Linked DNA regions of Triticum aestivum: region 2 is linked to region 1. The links are chromatin contacts, called in public Hi-C maps. All regions are on one chromosome and are shown on one strand. Each heading gives the region's core, a stretch centred on a gene start, on an enhancer-like site or on the middle of the called end of the contact. The rest is flanking DNA. Distances are from core to core; before and after follow the strand shown. Region 1 holds the start of LOC123187947 (COP1-interacting protein 7). Region 2 holds the start of LOC123187950 (DNA-directed RNA polymerases II, IV and V subunit 9A).

Region 1 (5,470 bases), core at 937-3,436:
CAAATAACTGGGCAGTGCCATGTCACCTTCTGACCCCTCACATGTGGGACTCACTTATAGGAAAAAATATATCCTCATTCTTTCTGTTTTCTGTTGGAATACCCCTAGATGACCGGCTGCACCAACGTGAGATTCTCTCACGTAGCTCTCTTTCTCTCTCTGTAACTACCAATGCATGATGCATGAGCTTATCTAGATGAGTTGGTCAAGGAGGTTGTTAACGTAGTGGCCGTACCTACGTGCTCCTCTTTTTTTTTTGCGATGACCTACGTGCTCGTCTTCTCTACTTACAGCTTTTCTCTCGCGGGCGCCATCGCTGCCATCGAGGTCGTCGGCGAGAAGTGCGTCCGGACCCGTCTCCATCCCGTCATAGACCACTCGAGCCCGTGACACCTCGCCGGAGAGCTCACTACCGGTCTGCTCTTCTGTATAGAAGAAGGGGAAGGGGCCAACGAGGCCGTGAGGGACCAACCAGTCAGAGGAATCGATTCATAGATCAGCAGGGGCTCGGCGTCCTTTGCGGCTATGGGAGAGGGAGCGCCTCCAGGTGCCAGAGGGAGGGGCCGGGCGAGCGGAGAAGGCCGTACGTCGGTCTCCGATGGTGGAACATGTAAGGAAGTCGGGAGCGGCAGAGCGAGTGGGGTTCCTGGCTTTCTGCTAACCCGCGGGGACAGGAGATATGGGGGGAGGTGCAGCGCTGCTGGTTGGTCGTCAGCGGGGCTGTCAAACAAGGCAGCGGCGGCTGTTTTGCAGAGCTCGGGTCAAATCAACGAGAGAACTACAAAGAGAACGATCCAACCAACTTTTTTATTGCATGGGCTGCTGATTTGGCACTGCCAAGTCACCGGTCAACGCGGTCAAAACCACTCAAATGAGTCAAAACCGGATGGAAGGTTGATTTTTGAACCATGTGGTTAGTTCGGGGTGTAGAATGACCGATTTTGTAGTTGAGGGTTGAATATTAAACTGTGTGGTTAGTTCAAGATTGTAATGTGGACTTTTCTCTAGGTAAAATGATGAGAAGATATAAAAGGAAAATCAGGAGGTGGTTCTTCCTCATTTATTTGTATCAACTATGCATGCATGACTGTAATAATGCCATGCTATAACTAGACAAACGCCATATGAGAGCTGCATAAATTAATGATAAATCCTTTCTAAATATATAAAGAGACGTCACTGTCGAGCTCTTGACCTCTCGAGGCTCCCTGATCCTATAGAACGACTAGACTAGAATTTTTTTGGGGCGCTTAACCACTGTTCACTGTGCCTAACCAATAATACCCTTGCGAGTCACGCCCTAGGCATAGCATGGGCACACAAAAAGTGAACTCCAACCAGTACATCAACGCGCAATGTGTAAGGCAGCAACTAATCAAAAATCAAGATATGTAAACGTTAACCAAACTAGCAATCAACGCTAAATGCATAATGCAACAACTAATAAAAAAAATCAAGATATGTAAACGTAAACCAAACTTATGTAGCAAATCTTCCATTGCCCTTGCTGCAACCAAACAAATTCATCATGGTTGGCCACGTCGTAGTTTTCATGCAAAATAAAAAAGATAAAACAAAATGCCCACATCGTCACTTGCTGTCGCTGAAAGATGTGTTATAGTAACGTTTGTTTCCAGTTGTCGCGCGAAAGATTGGTGTTTGGGGTTACAAATTGACAAAACAGAAAACACGGTACGTTGCAGTACATTTTTTCAATAATCAAGACAAAAGCTACACACCCACCATCCTCGTGTCAGTAGCAACGACAGTGATCCTTTTCGAAAAATCCCTCCTCCGAAATTCAAAACCAGAGCCCCTCATCCAGTTTCGTTTTCTGTTGAGGGGCAAAATGGTCAGACCCGCACCAACAGTCCACTCAAAGCCGTTGTTATCCCGAAAAGCCAGCCACCGCCGCATAAAGCAGAGAAAACGGATAATAAAAAACGAAAATGAAAACAAAAGCAACAATCTCTCGTAATCTCTCTTAATCACGCCTAAGCTCCCCCGAAACTCCAGATCAGGGCCGCTAATCTCCCCGAAACACCCCCGGAAGTTTCCCGTTTCACCTTCGTCCGTTTTTCCTCCCGCATTTCTCACGGAGGAGAGAGAGGGCGTAGGGCAGTACCAGTCTCCAGCTCCACCAAACCAGCAGAGCTCTCTCTCTCTCTAGTCCTCTCCCCCTCCACTCCGCTCCCTCCCCCCACAGCGCAGCAGGGCGCACGTTATCGGATTCGGGCGCGCGCGGCCGAGATCCGGGCCGCCGCCGCAGCACGCCGCCGCTGCGCGCGATCTCGTCGCCGCGGGAGCTGCATTGCGCGGCTCGCCGTCTCCCCGGCGTTTACCCGGGGGCGGCTCCGGCGGAGGCGGAGGGGCGGGGGGCGGGTCTCGTCCGCGATCCACCAGATCCGACCTCGCCGGCGACGGCGGCGCTGCCATGGAGCCCGACGCGCCGCTGGACTACGCGCTCTTCCAGCTCTCCCCCCGCCGCTCCAGGTGAGGAAGCGGGGCACTGGGGAGGGGATGCCTCGCCCTTCCGTTGCGGTTTCGCGTGGGCTGAGGGTGGCTGGCTGACTGACTCTGCCTGCGCAGGTGCGAGCTCGTGGTGTCCGGCAGTGGGCGGACGGAGAAGATCGCGTCTGGGTCGGTGAAGCCGTTCGTGACGCACCTGCGCGCCGCGGAGGAGCAGGCGGCGGCCCAGCCGCCGCAGCCGGCCATCCGGCTGCAGCTGGACCGGCGCGCCGCGTGGTTCAGCAAGGGCACCCTCGAGAGGTTTGCTGATGTGGCTTATGCGGCGGTGCTCGGGTCGGTGGTCTGTCGATTGTCGAGGAGATTGGATTCTGATGGGTGCTTGCCTGGTTCCTTTGTGCTTGAAGGTTCGTGCGCTTCGTGAGCACGCCGGAGGTGCTGGAGATGGCGAATACGTTCGATGCAGAAATGTCGCAGCTAGAAGGGGCTAGGAAGATTTACGCGGCACAGGGAGTGAGTATCAATTATCAAGCAGTTCTTTCAGCATGTTATGCAGTGTAGCATTTGTCTAAAATTGGCAATTCTTTATGCAGACTGCTGTAGGTGCTACCTCGGGTCCAGCTGGTATGCCCTAATGTCTTGAGTCTTTTCATACCTCATACAGTTCATTAACACTCGTTCATCATGAGAAACCCAGTCCATCTTAACTGGAGTTACTCAATGGGAGCTGATAAAATCCAGTAGCAAGAGATTGTTCTCTTGTTGAATTGGCAACTGTATTATTGGCTTGCATTAAGAATTTAGGAACCTTTGATTAATGCTAGATACATTGATGCCACCATGTCTATATTATTCATCACATATTAACATGAACCTCCATTAATAAGGTAACATGTTAGATTAATGTGACATTATTACTGTCATGTATGGAAGCATGTGATGCTTCTGCCTTCTGGATATAATTATGTAAACTCTTCTTCTGCTTGTCAGCTGAAGCCTCAGCAGCAGCTGCAGACATTACAAAGTAAGTCCATCTCTTATTTCAATTGCCGCTCATTTACCTTGTTTGCCAGATAAAATTGATTCATTCACAATTAGTTTGTACTTTGTTAAGTAGATTAATATTGTGATGAAACACGTTAACTGTAGTTTTTTTGCCAAGTCTTGCACACATTGTGGTTTATACTCCATATGATTATTGTGGAAATGATGTTCCCATCGTGTTAGCTCCTTTCTATAACCTTTCGCAAAAATTCAGAGTGCAGATACTTGTAGCATGTGGACGATAACGCCCGTATGAAGTTAGTTTCTTTATCCTGGATGGTTAATTCGATTTTATTCTGTGATTACATCTCGTGCACTTTTTGTGGATATATTTCTGTCTTCCTTTTTTGGGAGCTTTGAGTGAAACAAACTGCCATCCTTTAATTGGTCTACGGTGCTTATATAAGGACTAATTGTTATTAGTTTAATGAAATGTTATTGACTGGAGGACCGTGGTTATCATTTTTTTTGTTACACCTTTGTTTATTTATGTACAAGACTCAATCTACTTCTTACTAAATTAGAATGATTGATATGCATTCATGTGACAACGCAATGTGCTGTGAGTTTTTGATAGACAAGACATCTTGAATACATAATTTTTGTCTGTAGGCTGTGTCGTGGTATCAAGTAATTTACAGTTTTACCCTTTTAATGCAACCTGAAATATCTTAACTATCCATAATTTATGCCCTGGCTATTTTTGTGCAGGAAGGAGCTTCTTAGAGCAATTGATGTCCGTTTAAGTGCACTTAAACAAGACCTTGTCACGTCTTGTGCCCGGGCATCATCTGCAGGGTTCAACCATGATAGTGTCTCTGAGCTTCTCCATTTTGCGGACCACTTTGGTGCCAGCAGGCTGAGGTATGATTGAAGCTTGTCAAGCCCATAATTCAGTTATAAACTTACAATCATATAGGCGTATGGGTATTACTCGAAAGTCTTGGTGGTCAGTGTTAAGTAGTCCAACGAAATTACAGCTACAGCTTATCTAGTAAGCACATTAAGGTACAATCCACCAGCAACAACTACTTTGGTATATCTAAAAGTTGATGTGCAGATTTAGCATAAGTGAGCCCCCATCAGCAGTAGACTGATGTGCTCAAGTTATCCTTTTTGACATCAAACAAGCAGATCTAATTGAGGATATAAAACAACATGCAGCTGTAAAGAGAAAGTTTATGACTGTTTCTATCAAATGCCATTATAATACACGTCAACTTAGTTCTATGCTCCCGCAAAAAAAAAACTTAGTTCTATGAGGATTAGCATGGCATAATTAACAAAATGAGATGCTGGATGGTGGAAGTTGTATAGAAACAATAGAACTCAAGTTTAGGAAATAATTCAAGCACCCTGAAGTTATCATTCTGGAAATTGGGAAAAGTTTGCAGGAGAAGGTTCTCTTAGGAATTAGGAGGGTGGGTCATGTTGAATTGGAGCGCATTGAGATATGATATCTTCTGTCACAGTCGTTGTTTATTTTTTGTTCCTTTGTTGTCTTTCTTGATGAATGGTGTTTAGATACATATGACAACTTGAACTTGTTATATCCAGCGAAGCATGCAACAAATATATGTCACTTTGCCAGCGTCGTCCAGACATCAATCCTCAGGCATCCCCAGCACCTTCATCACACTGGAAGAGCTTTGAAGATGGGGATCTTCGTGACTCCTGCAGTTCAGACATGTCTATAGATGAGCCACAGGCCGATCACGGTGGATCCAGCAATAGATCTACAAGTTGGGGTAGTGTCCTGCATACTGATAGATTAAGCAACAACCAACATTCAGTTGATGTTCCATCAGGATCGAGCTCTGAACAGCAATCTAAGCCAACCATCCAGCAGACAGTAGATAAACAAGAAAACGAAACTGATGCTCCTCCTGCTCCTGCTAAAGAGCTTTCGAGGCGTTTGAGTGTGCAAGATAGAATAAGCATGTTTGAGAATAAGCAAAAG
Region 2 (5,470 bases), core at 1,741-4,240, 130 kb before region 1:
TAAATAGTAGAGATTCACAGTCTAAATCCAAGTTTGGGGATTGAATCGCGCATCTGGTCATGTGAAATCGCGAGCCAATCCAGATTCTAAGCGACTCAGTTTTCTTTCAATCTCGGCCATCCATCTATTCTCTATAGTAGATTATTATCATGCAGCAGTTGTATTAATACCCTAATTCATTTCCATTGGTGCTGGTCGTCTGCTTGTGCTTGTCTCCCAATCTGTCTCTCTAGCGGCTTCGCCGGCTTGTAGGGCTGCAGGCCGCCGGCAGCACGTACGCCAACCTCGACCTGCTAGGCTCCCATGCATGGTCGTCCACAGCAGACTCTCCCTTAACACGAGTGAAGCAACAGCCATCAAACATTGAGGGGCATCCTTGATACGTTACACAGGTTAGCTACTAGTACGAACACTACTAGATTAAGTATGTACTAGATTAAATAATTAGATAGCTTGGTACCTAACTCTTCTAAATCTTATATTTGTATAACGGCAAAGTCAGCCACTGTCCTACCAAAAGTAGTAAACCTAAAAGGACGAATGCTCGTGAAAATCGGACTGGCCCTGACTGGGACCATGGAAATGAAATTGATCATGAGAAGAAGACAATTAGATGCAAATATTGCCTTATTATTAAATGGGGTGCTTACAGACTGAAGCATCACTTGGCAAGGACTAGGTTTAATGTTGAGCATTGTGAAAAAGTACCTGATGATGTTCGAAAAAAGTTCTTCAAAATTTTAGGGAATCCAAGCATAAAAAAATGATGCAAGGAAGAGGAAGTTCAACATAGAAATGGAGGAAACAGATGCATAAAAGAGAATACTCCAGCTGACAACATCGAAGATGAGGCTGTGACAAATCGTTTCGCTAACAAGCGCAATGCTCAAACAACATATACATAAAATTACTTACCTTCTGAACCAATTCCACTTTAATTTACTTATCAAACTTCTAATCAAAATATAAGGTAATTCAGGGTTTTGATGAACATTTATTTACACAATCGCATTATTATTGACAGGTAAATCACAAGGTAACGTACTACAATATTTATATCCCGTTGCAACGCACGGGCATTGTTCTAGTATTACATAAAAAGAAGAGAGAGAAGAGGTTTGCACCCAAATTTGACGGGTTCTCTATAACAATTCTATCTCATTTTAATGTTGTCAAGGATTCAGAATGACAAAGATGATTGAAATATACAGTAAAGGTTTTAAACATCCATCATATCACAAAGTGAGGGTAAAATTTCTCAAGCCGGACGTTAAGAGAACAAAGAATTTGCTTTCTTAATTCAAAGAACAATAATGTCTGGTGGCTGGACAGGTAGAAAAGTGAATGGCCCAAAAAGTATGGTCTTTCTCTCCTGTCAATACTTCTAACATTTCTAAGACAGCTGACAAAGTGTTTGAAATGTTAGATGATATTGTTGGGGAAGTAGAAAAAGATAAAGTTTGTTTAAGTTGTAACAAACAATGCAGCTAACTATAACGCAGCTGATAAGTCGTTGATGGAAAAGAGAAAAAAAAATGGACTCCATGTGCAGCTCATTGTATTGATTTAATTCCTGAGGATTTCACAAAGAAGATCAAGACGCATCAGAAAACAATTAAAAAGGGCCAAAAAATCACTTCCTATATTTATTCTACAACAATGGTGCCAGATCCCAGTAGCAATCCTACCTAATTGGAGTAAATCGAGAGATCTCACAGTGGAATCAAGCATTTATAAGGCCAAATCAAGAGGGCCATTGATTTCATAGCATAATTATATCTGTAGATGTTCTTGCCATCATGGCAGAAATGGGGAATAAACTCATAAACGCAACCTAGCCACAGCCAAGCTTATATAGGCAGGGTTTTAACCTTCAGGTAAGTGGCATAAACAGAATTAATGACAACTGGATGGCAAACAGTAAAGGGAGGATCTCGGTCGTCAAGCGACCCTACTAGGAGGCCCAGGTGGATTTTGTAGCGGAGAGGGAGTGAGCCGAATGGCGCCAATTCGATGCCAATATGGTGACATTCGAGGAGATGAAAAACGCCATATTGAGCCTTGCCCCCCTTGAGAAAGCCGTCCCCGACCTCGACGGCCACACGGAGCACAAATGGGATGAACACCTATAGTGTGAAAATGTCGCTAATCGACTTTTCTCCACCTATGCAAGACCTTTGTAACGAATGTTAACTCAATTTAGAGTTTAATCCCTCAAACTGAGTGTGGGACAATGAGTTGATGCAACCAACAAACAGAAAAGAAAAGAAAAAGACATGGAGGCCGCAATACGACAGACTCGGAGTTGGCGCTTTGCCTCGGCAGCCTCCATAATATTATGGAGCACGCTCCATACGTGCTATGGAGGCTGCCAATACGGCGACTCTGCTAGAGTTGCTCTACCAGAACAAACCAACAAATCACAAACTTATTAATAACGTGCCACCAAACCTTAATCCGCAGCCACCATCGGTCACTGGATCACTAAACCTTGACTAAACCCACGAGTTCAACCTAACATAGCATTCCAGATCAGCACCGCAAACCCCGATCCCCAACCGAACCTAGGGTTTCGTGAACAACCAAATCCAAACACAAGACGATTCATCGTCTGAGAAGGAGCAAGGCAACCACCTGGTGCTGGCAATTCGAGCAAGCGTAGAGGAGGGTGTGCATCTCCTTGTCCTCCTGCGGGTACAGCATGTTGTCGCTGCAGGAAAAGAGACGCAACAAAAATACATTTTGAGATTAATATAAACGACCATTAATTAGATTCTTGGATCCCCGGGGAGGAAACATCGGAGACGAATGCCAAGGATGGATCTGTCTGCTCACCATTTGCTGCAGAACTTGAGGGCGCTCATGGCGACGGTGCTCTCGTCTCCTCGCCTCTCTCTGCCTCTCTCGCCCGCTGCTGTCCCCTTCTCGGCTTCGCCCTCTCGGGTTCTTCGGTTTCGGGCTTTCGGCTGCGGGGGGCGGGGGGGGGGGGGGGGGGGGAGAGGCTTATGACGGGCGGGGTCCACGGGCCGTTGTGTCAGTGAGGACGGAGGGGGGATGGGTAAGCCCATGTGAGATCCGGAGCGTACACGTGTCGGGCGGCCGATGAGACCACACGAGGCCACCTACCGCGCCGCCGCATCGGATCCCAGCACCCCCTCCCCATCCCGACCCCGCTCATCCGCTTGGCTCCAAACCCTAGCTCCGATTCCTGCAAACCAAGAGATTTTCCAAAATTCGTACGAAATTTCCTACCAAATCACTCGCCGGTGCTTCCCAAGGTACGAATTCGACTAATTTTTTCCCCATTTTTCCGGCATCTTTGGTGAATTTTCTTCATGTGAGTGTGGCCGCCGTGGCAGGGTGGTGATGCCATGATGCACATGCTGGTGGCCTCGGATGGAGGCGGAGGGGAGATGCACCCGTACGCCGCCGTGCCGGCGGAGCAGGAGCTGGAGCTCCACCGCGACAACGCCGCCGACGACAGCCTCGACGGCCACGTCCGGTACGTGCGTGCCCAAGTGCTTCCGCTATCACTTGCTTGCTCGACGTTGGGGATGCTGTTGACCGGCGAAATGGTCTTGCCTCTGGGCGGTGTTCCAGTTTGATGCTGACGAAACAAACAGTTACAGTCCAATTGTTCAAGTTCAGTTGTTTTTGCTTCTCGTGTTGCAGAATTGGCTTCAGTTCAGCTCTATGTTTGCACTTATCATCATTCTGACAACTTTTTGGTATTTGATTAGGTGCCTGCGATGCGGTATATCGGGTAATGCGACACCCCATATGCGACGTGGCCCTGATGGCCCGAGAACTCTTTGCAACGCTTGTGGCATCGCTTACAGGAAGGTGAAACCGCAATCTTATGTCCTGAGTCAATCATCCTATAACCGTTTTCTTGTGTTGTGTATTCTGTGAATCTTTTCGCAATGTGAGCCTAACTCCTAAGAGATATTGTAGTAGCCAGGCAAAGAGCTAGCATATGGTTAGCCAAGTCCAATTTTCCGAAACCGTGTTATTGCTGCTGTTTTTATACCAAGTTTAATGCTACATAAGAACTACCCTTCCCCTTGAATGCTGAAATTTAAACTTCTGGGAATTATGTTAAAATCAGTGGCTACAAGGAACCATTGCTGCCTGTAAGGATGTAACAGTTCCATGTGTCTAGTTGTTTGGCTTCCTGCTACCCTTGGGCAATTTTAACTCGTTTCCAAAAAGGAATTCCTGATCCAGTGTTTAGTATATTATGTTCGAACACCTTATGGCGCTTCATACCAGTCTTGAAATTTAACATGTTGGCCCTAGCATGCTGATATCTTTGCCATTTTCATCCTGTTCTGTGTGCAGATAAAGTTCTGGTACAATTAAATGTATTCCTTTTACTGAAGTTATGTATGATTACTTCTCCAGGGTAAAATGAGAAGAATGATAGAAGCTGAACCACCTATAGATGAGGCTTCACTTGCTAAGCTTGTTCCTGAGGTGGACATGGAATTTGAGAGTGAGGAAAAAGCATATGAATTCTACAATAAATATGCTGGGCATGTTGGCTTTAGTGTTCGAAAAAGCACGTCACATAAATCTTCTGAAAATATTACCAAAGTAAGGACTTTTGTATGCTCAAGAGAGGGTTACAACAGGGATAAAAAATCGTTGGAGGCAAAGAAACCAAGGTTGGATACAAGAATTGGCTGTCCAGCACGGCTGATTATTAAAGTCACACCAGAGTGTAAATACAGGGTCACTGATTTTAAAGCAGAGCACAATCATCAGCTGGCCCCTCCTTCGACGATGCATATGTTAAGGTCACAAAGGATATTAACAGAACTTCAGTCTGGGGAAGCAGAACTGTCAGATGATTCCGTAGTGACACCAACCACAAAAGCAACTGGTGATCTTGTTGTGAGACAAGTTGGTTTCCTTCGAAGTATTTCTCTCCTCCCAGCAGATTACAAGAATTATCTTCGGTCAAAGCGCACGAAGGCAATGCAACCTGGTGATGGTGGAGCCATATTAAAATATTTGCAGACCATGCAAATGGATAACCCCTCGTTCTTTTATACCATGCAGATTGATGAGGATGACAAACTAACCAACTTCTTTTGGGCAGACCCAAAATCTAGAGAGGACTTCACCTACTTCAATGATGTACTATGTGTAGACACAACTTACAAGATAAATGGATATGGCAGGCCATTGGCATTATTCCTTGGTGTGAATCATCACAGACAAACAATTATCTTTGGTGCAGCTATGCTTTATGATGAATCATTTGAGTCATATAAGTGGCTGTTTGAGAGTTTTAAGATAGCAATGCATGGAAAAGAACCAGCGGTAGCTTTAATAGATCAATCGATTCAGTTGAGTAGTGCAATGGCAGCTGCCTGGCCAAATACTGCTCAACGAGTTTGTGCTTGGCATATATATCAGAATTCTGTTAAGCACCTGAATCAAGTTTTCCAAGGCTCAAAGACAT

What was found. Hi-C and Micro-C count contacts between places; a contact is called where the count stands out from the background.
Region 2: a contact with region 1 is called in a Hi-C map of leaf, with 3 times the contacts expected there. The contact joins the promoter of LOC123187950 here to the promoter of LOC123187947 in region 1. A contact is called at or near these places in 2 of 5 Hi-C or Micro-C datasets (both in leaf).

Annotation. Positions count from the first base shown.
Region 1 is chr2A:126,625,421-126,630,890 of IWGSC CS RefSeq v2.1, reverse strand. LOC123187947 (COP1-interacting protein 7) reads left to right here and starts at 2,186. Exons shown (of 10, transcript XM_044599954.1): 1 at 2,186-2,493; 2 at 2,590-2,769; 3 at 2,874-2,979; 4 at 3,060-3,090; 5 at 3,457-3,490; 6 at 4,222-4,374; 7 at 5,068-5,470. The coding sequence starts at 2,435.
Region 2 is chr2A:126,755,411-126,760,880 of IWGSC CS RefSeq v2.1, reverse strand. It overlaps LOC123187950 (DNA-directed RNA polymerases II, IV and V subunit 9A), which reads right to left and starts at 2,990. Exons shown (of 4, transcript XM_044599957.1): 1 at 2,836-2,990; 2 at 2,635-2,710. The coding sequence starts at 2,864. It overlaps LOC123187949 (protein FAR1-RELATED SEQUENCE 5), which reads left to right and starts at 3,085. Exons shown (of 5, transcript XM_044599956.1): 1 at 3,085-3,278; 2 at 3,360-3,502; 3 at 3,741-3,843; 4 at 4,405-5,470. The coding sequence starts at 3,372.